Regions from separate parts of the Mus musculus genome. Here all the other regions are linked to region 4. The links are chromatin contacts, called in public Hi-C and HiChIP or PLAC-seq maps. All regions are on one chromosome and are shown on one strand. Each heading gives the region's core, a stretch centred on a gene start, on an enhancer-like site or on the middle of the called end of the contact. The rest is flanking DNA. Distances are from core to core; before and after follow the strand shown.

Evidence for each region. A called contact is a pair of places that touch in the nucleus more often than the background predicts. HiChIP or PLAC-seq counts read pairs in DNA pulled down with a chosen protein or histone mark.
Region 1: a contact with region 4 is called in a BATF HiChIP or PLAC-seq map of CD8 T cells, with 5 read pairs. The contact joins two enhancer-like sites. A contact is called at or near these places in 7 of 484 Hi-C or Micro-C datasets (the AtT-20 cell line, the C2C12 cell line, LSK cells and 4 more) and 3 of 115 datasets of contacts at active chromatin or transcription factors (CD8 T cells, microglia and neural progenitor cells).
Region 2: a contact with region 4 is called in a Hi-C map of liver, with 1.9 times the contacts expected there. The contact joins two enhancer-like sites. A contact is called at or near these places in 15 of 484 Hi-C or Micro-C datasets (the AML12 cell line, LSK cells, bone marrow-derived macrophages and 8 more), 5 of 115 datasets of contacts at active chromatin or transcription factors (the 230-238 cell line, CD8 T cells, embryonic stem cells and 1 more) and 3 of 9 other capture datasets (adipose tissue, liver and pancreatic islet).
Region 3: a BATF HiChIP or PLAC-seq map of CD8 T cells shows a contact between it and region 4, with 6 read pairs. The contact joins two enhancer-like sites. A contact is called at or near these places in 3 of 484 Hi-C or Micro-C datasets (CD8 T cells and embryonic retina) and 3 of 115 datasets of contacts at active chromatin or transcription factors (CD8 T cells, double positive thymocytes and effector CD8 T cells).

Annotation. Positions count from the first base shown.
Region 1 is chr7:67,450,097-67,452,858 of GRCm38.p6, reverse strand. No RefSeq gene overlaps it. Among named protein-coding and RNA genes, the nearest start is that of Gm33926, 11 kb to the right of the region's middle. Within about 2 kb of position 1,293, at least 69 of the 459 cell types and tissues checked have an H3K27ac peak or open chromatin away from gene starts, as enhancers often do. A contact at or near this core is called in CD8 T cells and liver, where this site is marked.
Region 2 is chr7:67,258,954-67,261,653 of GRCm38.p6, reverse strand. All of the region lies in intron 7 of Mef2a (myocyte enhancer factor 2A), which reads left to right. Among named protein-coding and RNA genes, the nearest start is that of Lysmd4, 38 kb to the right of the region's middle. Within about 2 kb of position 1,258, at least 42 of the 459 cell types and tissues checked have an H3K27ac peak or open chromatin away from gene starts, as enhancers often do. A contact at or near this core is called in liver, where this site is marked.
Region 3 is chr7:67,420,674-67,423,708 of GRCm38.p6, reverse strand. No RefSeq gene overlaps it. Among named protein-coding and RNA genes, the nearest start is that of Gm51462, 3.0 kb to the right of the region's middle. Within about 2 kb of position 1,663, at least 35 of the 459 cell types and tissues checked have an H3K27ac peak or open chromatin away from gene starts, as enhancers often do. A contact at or near this core is called in CD8 T cells, where this site is marked.
Region 4 is chr7:67,351,933-67,354,632 of GRCm38.p6, reverse strand. All of the region lies in intron 1 of Mef2a (myocyte enhancer factor 2A), which reads left to right. Among named protein-coding and RNA genes, the nearest start is that of Mef2a, 20 kb to the left of the region's middle. Within about 2 kb of position 1,427, at least 15 of the 459 cell types and tissues checked have an H3K27ac peak or open chromatin away from gene starts, as enhancers often do. A contact at or near this core is called in CD8 T cells and liver, where this site is marked.

The DNA.
Region 1 (2,762 bases), core at 44-2,543, 98 kb before region 4:
TGCTGTAAAACTTTGTATAGTTTTGGAAGATTTTTATCATTGGAGAATACTAAGCTAATGGGTATATGGTATTTCTCTACTTTTTCTTATAGCTGTTGGCAGATCTACAATGATCATAGAGAAAGCACACACACACACAGACACACACACAGACACACACACACACACACACACACACACACACACACACGTGTTGCGGCATGCATGTGGAGGTCAGAAGACAAGTTTCATGGCGCTGACACTATCCTTTTTTCTTTTCTTTTTCTTTTTTTTTTTTTAAGGCAGGGTTTCTCTGGTTTCTACCCGTGCATGCGCTGTGTTGGGCAGCCCTGGAGCTTCTGGCCAATGCTCCTGTCTCTGCCTCCCATCCAACCATAGGAGCACTGGAATTATAGCTGTATATTACTGCACCAGGATTTGTACATGGGTTCTGGGAATCAACCTTTAGTCATTAAGTTTGCATGTCAAGCCCTTTGACCCACTAAGTCATCTCCTTGGCCCAACACATTTTTATTACATTTATTGAGTGTGTGTGTTGGGGGGCGGGAATGCCTGCCACTGCATGCCACGTCAGTGGACAACTTACAGGAGTCAGTTCTCACCTTCTACTGTGTGAGTGCTGGGGCTGGAATTCAGGTCATCACACTTGATACCCAAAGTCTTAACTTGCTGAGCCATCTCACTGAACAATGTAAATGTTTGTTGTAGGAGCTAACTGACTTATAGGTCATTTGTTACCTTGCCAAGTCAAGCAATGGCTAGGAGCACCCACACAGGAACAGGCAAAGGGAATCAGCTGGGAGGACCCACAAGGCATAGGAGAGCACGTGTATGGGGTTCTTGCTATAGCAGTAGGTCAACCTTACATGTGCTTGCAAATTCATACAGAACCAGCTCTGCCCACACCAGGTCTACTGGAAAGAACTCAAAAAGACTCCTCAGGGGAAGGGGATTGGTTGGAAGGGATACTTTTAGTTTTAACTAGACAAACAAGCAACAACAAACCCACTTCATTTCAGAGATGAAGGGAAGGCTTGGCAGAGAAGGAAACAATGGCAGAATTCACAGAGCTGGGAAGAAATTCAGAGTCTGGTTCCAAACACCGGCCTTCTGACTCAGATCCAGAGCGGTAGCGCCAGGAAATAGGCCAGCGGAACCTCCTCCAGCTTGGACTTGGGTGGGAGGGGGCTGTAGATAAGAAACTCTCTGGAGAGGAAGAGGCTTGGGCAAAGAGGACCTATGAGGATGTAGAAAGCCGGAAATAGGCTTGGCTGGGATTTCCCCTAGCTTCTGGTGATGTCTACAGAGGGGCTGGAAGACCAAGACAGGAAGTGACATCTATTGTCTGAGGCTGTGCCCAGCACACCTGCCTCCCAGGGTCTGACCATCCAGGCTGGAGACCAACCATAGTCAAGTCACTAGGGTGTGGTGTGGTCCTGAAACTACAGCTCAGAGAGTCCTTGAGTCTAGGGAATCTTGGAAATCCTTGAGACAGAGGCCCCATGTGACTTGAAAAGGGATAGAAGAGAGTGCAGGATAGCACAGAAAGAGGCAGCTTCTTAAGAGAAAGGACAATGGCCTAGAAGCAGAGGACCCCCTATAGCCAGTTTGCTTAGCCCACGTGCTGCATAAAGCCAGGTCCTGATGATGCTCCACTGGGATCCACTGGGATCCACAGAGGAGTCTTGAATGAGAGCAGAAACCAACGCGTGCTTCTGGATGAGAGAAAGCAGAAGAGGTGAAGTTGGCTGTAGGGGTGGCCATTCCTACAACAGCAAATGCAGCAGACTGAAGAATGCAAAGGGAAGTTGAGAACCAGAGAAATATTTTACTAACTATATTTGAAGTAGATCTTTTAGCCAGAGCAAGGAGGACTAGGTATGGGCACCTGTTGACTTCTTGTCACTCACTCCACAACCTTGCTCTCTTCTCTGAGCCTAGGGACTAATTTCCTTTGGTGTCCTAGTTAGGGTTACTATATGGTGGTGAATATATGACCAAAAGCACCTTGAGGAGGAAAGGGGTTTATTTGATTTACACTTCCACATCACTGTGCAAACATCAAAAAAAGTTGGGAACTCAAGCAGGGCGGGAACTTGGAGGCAGGAGCTGATGCAGAGGCCATGGAGGGGTGCTGCTTATTGGCTTGCTCCCCATTGCTTGCTCAGCTTGCTTTCCTATAAGACCTACCACCACCAGCCCAGGGACGGTACCACCCATAATGGATTGGGCTCTCCCCAATCAACCACTAATGAAGGATATGCCCTATAGGCCTGCCTACAGCCTGATCTTATGGAGGCATTTCTCAATTGAGGTTCCCTCTTCTCAGATGATTGTAGCTCGTGTCAAGTTGCCATAAAACTAGCCAGCACAACCCATTCCTTATCAACTTGACACACAAATACATCACTGTTAAGCCACAACCTTTCTTCTCTTTTTCATCCCCCCACCCCGATCACACACTAATAAAGACATTACAATATACAGCATTTTGCTTAAATTTAAATTAAACTTAAAAAGTACCAGAGCTTAACAAACTCAAACACTTTAAAAGTGATCTCTTTAAAACTATCCAGTTTTTTAAAGCCCAAAGCCTCTGTAAAACTCCAGGTTTTTTTTTTTTTTCCAAGTTTAAAAATCTATCAACTGTGAGTTTCTGTAAAATCAAAAATATTTCCTTATTTCAATAGGGAAGAAGCGTAATCTGAACCCAGGAAATTCAAACTCCAATAATGGAAACAACTCAATGTCCAATCACTGGG
Region 2 (2,700 bases), core at 9-2,508, 93 kb after region 4:
CTTTTTGTTTCATCTGTCATTGAAAACTTAAACTGGCAGTTGTACATGCTATAATTTATATAGCTCTGTCATGGTGACCGTCTGTTTGTTTACGGTTTACTATAAACACTTCACTGCTGAGTATAAATGTGTTACTCCGCTTATATTATAGCTCAGATGTTTATATAACTTTTAGCCTATATTGTAATGTCAAGATTGGGAAAACAATTGATATATTCAGCGCCTTCACTTAAAAAGGATTGTGGGGCTAGCTAGGTGGGAATAGTGTGTTTGTGTGTATTGTGTGTATGTTTTGCATACATGTACTTTCTCCCCAGCCTCTACCTACTTTTCTTAAAAATGTGTTGAGAAAGAAAAATATATTGGACTAGAAATAGAAAAGTTCAAGAAAAATCTGGAATTGTTCATGTTGCATGAAAGTGAAGGTTGGGGATTGCCTGTGCCAGAGGAGTGGAAGCTAAAAAGACAAATGAGCCGCATAGTGGTAGATGGACAGTTCTATGAAGAGGACATGGGAGTGGCAGAGGGTGACATTGATAGAGAGATTTAAAACATTATTTTGAGATGACAGCATTTATCTGGAGAAAGTAGCCCCTGGAAGTTGAATTTGAACTAAAGTTTAAGGGAAATAAAGCAGAAATCTGTACTTGCATGCTTCAGTCATCGTATTGCAGGAGAACTGATGAGGCCTCTGGCAGAGGAGAAAGTTGTATCTTTAGTGCAGTCTACCCAGGACAGATGAAGAAAGATTGGATTTTGAAAGTAGGGCACAAATGTTTTTTATTCAATATTTCTGATATGATCCATATTGTCCATTATGTGTGAATTGTCATCAAACTAAGTGAATGTGTCATTGATTATTTCAAAATCATGATCTTTTTTTGTATCTTAGTAAGTTTTATATCTTCATATAAATGACATTTTATGATGTTTCTATGTATTCCTGCATATGTATTGAATAGTGTGTTGAGCATGTCAGTTTTGTTATTTGTCACTGTGTAACCCTGGCTGGCCTGAAGCTCACTATGTAGACCAGGCTGGCCTCAAACTCAAACTGCTCTGCCTGCCTCTGCCTCCCAAGTACTAAAATTAAAGGTGTGTGCTACCACTTCCAATTTGAATCTTGCTTGAGGTTTTTATAGAGTCTGCTGAAGTTTGTTTGACAGCTGGACTTCAAAAGTGGCTTCATAGTAAACCATTAATGAAATAGTCACCTACTGTTTAGTGCTAGAAGAGCAGTAGTCCTAAGGCCATGGAGAAACTTGCCATCCACTCAAATACATTGCTTCAAATGACAGGGTTCAGATTCTGAACTATGCGATGAACTGATGTAATGGAACAACATACCTTCTATCAATAGGACCGTAATTAAGATGAGGCCTGTTCAGTTTCTGGAGGCATAGGTATATGGTTTACTCAAGAGTGTTTTTGTTAGGATAAGCTACCATTCAACTTTTAACAATAATCATACTAACTTAAATTTATTCAATTAAAAAGACAAATCATCCTGTGCAGGGTCCCCATTATAGAACTTAAACAAGCCGAGAGGCACGCACCCATACAGTCTAAGAGAATAGCAAGCTTGCACTGGAGATTAGCTTCAGCCTGGCATGTTGCCAGACACTTACATCATCCTGTACTCACTATCTGCTGTGGTGCCCTGGTGGAACACTAAGATACTGTGCTTTTAACCCCACTTCCATTCTTGTAACTTGATTCTTGTAGTTTACTATGCTCTCATATAAAATGCATTATAGATTTCACATGGGAAAGATGCATTCATGCTTCTTAATGATATATGCATCTAAATTACATATTTGCATAATCTAATAATAATAATAATAATACTAAAATAGTGTGTGTGGGGGGGTGTTTTTTGTTTTAGATTTTAGCTTGGGTCCATGAATAGCCTTTCAAGTATTGGAGAATCAGAACACACATTCTTGCAATTATGTATTAACAGAAACCTCGTTAACCTTATTGCTCTGCAGTATAAAAGTCTATTAAGTTCTTCTAACTTTGAATATGTTACTTGTAAAATATTTTTTATCCTCCAGATAACAAAATCTGGATTAGCTCTTCATTGAGTTCTGTTCTGCTCCATAAGTGAATAATCTAGAGAGAAGAGTTGATGTTTTTCCCTCAACAACCACACTGCTCTTTGAAGCTTACAGGAGATGCAGGAAAAGAGATTGAACCCAGATGGAATACATTCTGCTTCAAGACATTGAAAGCAGAATACAGGAAATAGCCTCACAAAATTAACGAAAATAACAGTCCCCACAACAAAATAAAGTCACACACAAATAGAATTGCTATGTCACGTGTTAAAATGTTTGCAAATGTGAGACTTGGTTGAACTGTCAGGGACAGTGTAGTTAGTCATCTTCCAAGTGCACCTTCCGAGCAGATGCGGCCGTTCTTAGAGGCCACTGCCTTTCTGTGTTCAGGTGCCAGCTTATGAGAATCGTAGTTAGGAGGTTGCAGAGTTGATTCTGTCATAGTTGTTACACAAATATTTTTATAATAGTATTTTTGACTCTTAAAGTAATGTTTATAAGAAGATAATTATAGTAAGGCCTCTATTTTCTTTAAAACTTTATCTTCCCAAACTTTTAACCATCTTTCTAAGCATAGTAACGATTTAATTTTTCATTTTTATTATTTATTTTATGTGTGGGGGTGTTTTACCTGCATGCC
Region 3 (3,035 bases), core at 414-2,913, 69 kb before region 4:
TCAGGAGCTATACGGGACATGGAGTTCCCATGTAATTAGCTCAAAATTAATTTAGCCACAATGGCTTATTATTAGATTTAATTATAAATGAAATGATTCACCAGGGATGTTTTACTTTGTAAACAAGCACCTTGGAGTCGACGGGGAATTTAGATTTTTTTTCCCTCTCTCTCTTTCTTTCTAGTCTCTAATCACTGAAAGGTCTTTCACAAAATGGTGACCACAACCCCACCCCACCCCCAAAGTCATTTGGATATAGCTTTGAAGGCGAGTCCTTTGGTGTTCTGGCCTGGGATGAGATATTCAGTTCCTGAGCAGCCTGCTGGGTGAGAGAAGGTGCTCTTTGCTGAAATTAACACAGTGTCCAAAACCATCCCGTCCTTTCTCATGATCTCAGGCACTCATGGGGCTAAAGCAGCTGCTGAAGTTACAGAGTTTAAAAAACAAGGTGGGGGTGGTCCAGGCTACGGAGTTCCCCCAAGCCCCTCGCAGGTGATATATCTCAGCCTAAGAGGATACCACAGGAGTGCTAGACAAGGATGATCACAATCTATGTTTTCCATTTAAATGCTTAAGGTGCAATAAAACAGAAAGCACCCATTACCATTGTGATTTCATGGCAATATACACACATCTGAGTTAAAGGCAGGTCATTTGGAAGGAAATTATACACATTTTTGGAAAGTAAACTTTAAGGTAAGTGAAAGCTAAACAAGGAACTATAGGGCTGGCTCTGTGGACAAAGTGCTTTGCCGGACAGGCATGGGGACTGAGTTTGAATCTTCAGGACCCATATAAAAGAAACCAGATGTGGCTGGGAACACCTGTAATCCCAGCACTGGGCAGCCAGAATCAAGGTGTTAGGGAGGGTTGGGGCAGGACTATGGTTGGAGACAGGTAGATCTCCACAGCTTACTGGTCAGTCTATCCAGCCAATCAGGGCGCAGCAAGTTCAGCAAGAGACTGTCAAAACAAAAACAAAAAAAAAAACAAAACAAACAAACAACAACAACAAAAACAAGGAGAGGCATGGTAGAGGAAGACACCTATATCAACCTATGGCCTCTACACACATCTACTAGCACCTGCATGCACGTGTGTGTGTGTGTGTGTATGTGTGTGTGTGTGTACGCGCCTGCACTCACACAAGTGGGACATGCTGTTATATTCTTGTCATCTCAGCATTTGGAAGGCTGAAGATAGGAGGATCTTGTGTTAGAAGCTAGCCTGGGCCATATAGTGTGTTCAAGGCCCACGTGAGCTATGTGAGATCCTGTCTCAATAAAACAAGACAGTACAACAACAACAACAACATGACATGTGACAAGAGCCATGATTAATGCATGAGAGATGGTGTCTCAGAGCCCAGCTCCGTGGTAAGAGAGAGGTTGGCAGCTCGCTGAGGAGTGTCACCTACAACCTTAGTAGAACTTTTGGGTCTCTGCCTCATTCCAGGGCTCCTCGGGTAGAACTGGCATTTTAATCTCGTTCTTAGGAGGTTGTCGGAACCTTTAGAATTTCAGAAAGTTGTCTAAGAAAACCCTGGGGCAGAATCCCCTGGCATGACTTAGATTGCCTAACAACATAAAGCACCTAGCTGAGTTCACACTGACAAAACCCGGTAACGTCTTGATGATCTGTGCCGGGTTTCCACTATGTCAGGGGCTAGGCCACCCCAGTGACCTTCCTTTTCCTGTGTAAAAGCATGACCTCATTTGGCCCTAGAGCAGAGCCCAGGAAGTCTTGCCTGTGTGTAGATGAAGGAGTGCAGGGCAGAAGCAGGCTTGGATGGCTTGGGATGGCTTCCCGGCAACTCATGGCTGAGCCTAAAGAGAATGTTGGAAGGACCTGCAGAGAGGCTGCCAGCTGCAGGGGCCAGAAGATAAGAGTGTTAATTTAGCTTGGCTGCCATCCAGTAAGCTGAGCAAAGCGAGGCCTACAAGCTCAGGGTAAAAATAAATAAATAAATAAATAAAAATAAGTTGGCAGCTGTTTCGGCTCCCTTTGTAACACTAGCTACACGGATCCCGCACATCTCCAGTGCCCGTTAGGCACTATGTCAGAAACCTGGAGTGGTTGTTCCCCTGTCCCTCAGCAAAACCCCGGCAGGTTCATGTTCTCACCTCCATTTCATGGGGAGGGTGAAGTGGCTCTGGCCATCGTGAGTTGCCTGTGGCCACTCAGTCCTCGGCTCACCCCCACCATTTTCTGCAGCCTTAAGCAGGAAGTGGAAATAGGCTGGCTGTTTTTAAAGCTCCATCAGGACCAAACCCTAGCAGATGCTGGGTTTAAAGACTGCTCCTGTATCCTAACACAGGGTTTCAGAAAGGAGAGCAGTGTCTTCCTCGCTCTCAGCTTGCAGACACTGTCTCCTCAACCCTCTCCACACTGGTGCAGACAAGAGTCACTGTTAGCCACGTGGCAGACTGAGAGACTAAGCAAGTTGCCAAAACACTCATCTTAAGACTTGTGCACCTGTGACAAATAGCCCACGTGGTTGCCCTTCTCTGAGCTGCCAGAAAAGATGTAATGGGGTCACACAATGCACCTGATACATGGCAGAGCCTCAGTACAGGAACTCTGACCTCTCTCTCCCTTTCTCCTCCTCCCCCCACCCCCTTCCTGTCTCTCTCTGAATGGGCCTGGACACTCCGCTCAGTTTCTTCCATGCGTCCCAGAGACACCTGAAGAGAGCAAGACAAACTGTCCAAATTGGAAAGGATTCTCCTGCTGACAAAGGAGTTGGAGAATTTTTCCCTTAAATGCTGTGTCTCAACATCTTTAATCCATCCACATTAAAAAAAAAAAGCAACTATTTTGCATCCTTGCTTAATATTATTTGAAATTTCTAATGGAATTAAATACTATGATTCAAAGCCAAACAAATTATGTATATTTAATATGCTTCATGAAACAGTAACTACCCTTTGAGATTCTGATGCCAACAAAGACAGCCTGTCTGCTCCCAGTTGAGTCTTAATAGATGAAGCAACTGTCCGACTATGGTGACTGTGTATGGACAGGAAGCCAGACCT
Region 4 (2,700 bases), core at 178-2,677:
TGTGTAGAGAGGATATTTTACAGACTGGGTGTTGTTTTCCTTGCACTAATTGCAATGGTTAGAACACCCACAAAATGCTGACTAGAAAGACACATCACTGCTTTTTGGCTAATCTTAGAGAGGGAGGTCCATCTGTACCATCGAGGATGGCAAGTTGTATGTTTTCTGTAGGTGCTGAGATTTCCACTTCTCCCTTTAAGAGTGGGTGTTTTGTTAGCTTTCAATGCATTCATTAAAATTAAGTGAATGGATAGTTTTACTAGAATACTAATATAGTGAATTACATTTTTTTTGACTATTGAACCAATCTTGTTTTCTTGAGACGAACCTCAGTTGTAGTATGTCCCCTTTTCATATATTGATAACACACTAGTAATATTAGTGTATAGTTTCTTTTTTCTTGTGCCCCTTTGCTTCTTTTTTTTTTTTTTTTTTTTTTTTTGAGACAGGGTTTCTCTGTGTAGCCCTGGCTGTCCTGGAACTCACTCTGTAGACCAGGCTGGCCTCAAACTCAGAGATCCGCCTGCCTCTGCCTCCCGAGTGCTGGGATTAAAGGTGTGTGCCACCACGCCCGGCCCTTTGCTTCATTTTTATATGAGGGTTATTTAGGTTGGTCTTCAATAGATTACAGAGCCATTTCTAATTATTTCTTTTTCCTAAAAGAGATTGTATAATACTGACGTGAAACCTGTAGCCATACATTTCTTACAACCTACTTTTAATAAGGATCCAACCTCTCCTCTAGCCCACCACCAGCAGGGGGAGTGGGAGAGAAGAGTTACAGGACGTGGGGGAAGCGGACCTGCTCAAAAATAGTTCTTTGCGGCAAGTTTGATCTTCTTTCTTAGAAGTTCAGTCCCATAGCAAACATCAAATATGACTCAGCAGCTCCTTATACATTTATAGTCCTGTATATGTTTGTGTTTAATGTGCCAGGAGACATATGCACTTGAATATATTTTTTATGTAGTTGGATGTAGAGCACAGTTAATCCAAGTTGGATTATAGGACTAGTCATGGGTTAGATATCTTTCTGTCTATTAATTTTCTGTTGTAAAGGGATTTTGAATCTTGGAGTATAATTGTGATTTGTTTACTTTCTGTTTGGTTTTGTAGTGCTTGTTTCATGCATGTTGTAACTTGCTACATAAACATAATTATTTTGCATCTTTGAGAAGCCAACATTAAGTATTATGAATTGTCCTTTTATTCCTCATAATAGTCCATCTCCTGAAATCTCTTTCTCCAGTGGAAACCAGGTAGATGACCTAATTAAAATTATTTCTGATGCTCTATTCTACCCGGTGCAGACTCAGTCCTATTTAAGCCCTATTTAGATGCTTGCTGCAAGTTCTAGGTTCTGTGCTTTCTTGTGCATTCTCTCTGTCTCTCGGCTCACTGCCTCTTTTTTTCCCTCCTCCCCCCCTCCCCCCTTTGTGAAAGGGTTTTTCCATGACAGAGCCCAGGTGTCCTTTGAACTTTGTAGACCAGGCTGCCTGCCTGCCTCTGCCTACCCGGTGCTGAGATTAAGGGCATGCATCACCATGCCCAGCTGTGGTCTTTATTTCTGAATAACTGGCTATAAAGCACGGACTGCCAAAGCCTCATCACAGGTTTGATTGATTTGCTAGAGTAGCTCATAGAATTGGGGATACTTTCTCTTTGTTTACCTGTTGTATGTTGAATATTTTATATCAAGCATTTCAGATTTTAGATTTTTAAAGATTTCATGATACTTTCATGAATATAAGGAAATAAGATACCATTCTGAACATGGAAGTTAGTTCTGTTTGATACATACCTTATATACAATTTTATATAATATTTTGTGTATACCTATGCTATTAATTCAACTAGTAGGAAGACTAGGTATTAATTCAACTAATAAGAAGACTAGGTATGGAATTTTCTTCATATGGAGTCAGGCCAGTACTCTGATTTTGAATATTTGAATTGGATGCTAATCTGTGAAGGGTATACTAAAGAATAATGCAGAGAATACAATGAACTGCTAGAGAGAGGAGATGCAGAGACCAAGGTATATAGATAGGCATAGGAAGCTCTCTGCATATGCTATCCTCCAAACATCTAGTAGTTTGTCCTTTGAGTTTTTAGAAGATTTCATTACTTAGGTATGATTTATTACATCTTAGCTGTTGGTGACCAACTCATCCATTAGCCTTTTTCTACTTAGATATTGGTAAGATGGGTTGAAAAATCAAGTTGGAGTATATTTTATGATAATTTTAACCATGATTTGGTCCTATTAAGGATCCTCAAGTCACCAGTCATCTCATTTTAAAAAGATATCATTACCACTCTAGAGATTCCTCAAGATGTGAAACTTTAGGCTGAGAGCAAGGAACAAAGAACAGAGATCACATATTTCTTTCTTTCTTGGTGTATCACAGTGTCATTCCTATTCATGTCATTAGCCTATATTGTCTTGAACAGTTTGATTTTTTTCACTTTATGCAGCTAAGGCATTAACTGAAGTGTGGTTTTACATGGCAGTTGAGACCGCCCTGGATGCTCACCGTGGTTTCTCTCCCTTACTAGTTGCATGACTTTAAAAGTTGCTTCTTCATTATGTCCTTTCCTATTGAGGATACAGATAGGACACTAATGACTTTTGGCTATCAGTTAATATATGTCAAGTAATTAGTGTACTGATGTAGTGTAACAGTTACTATGTTGCAG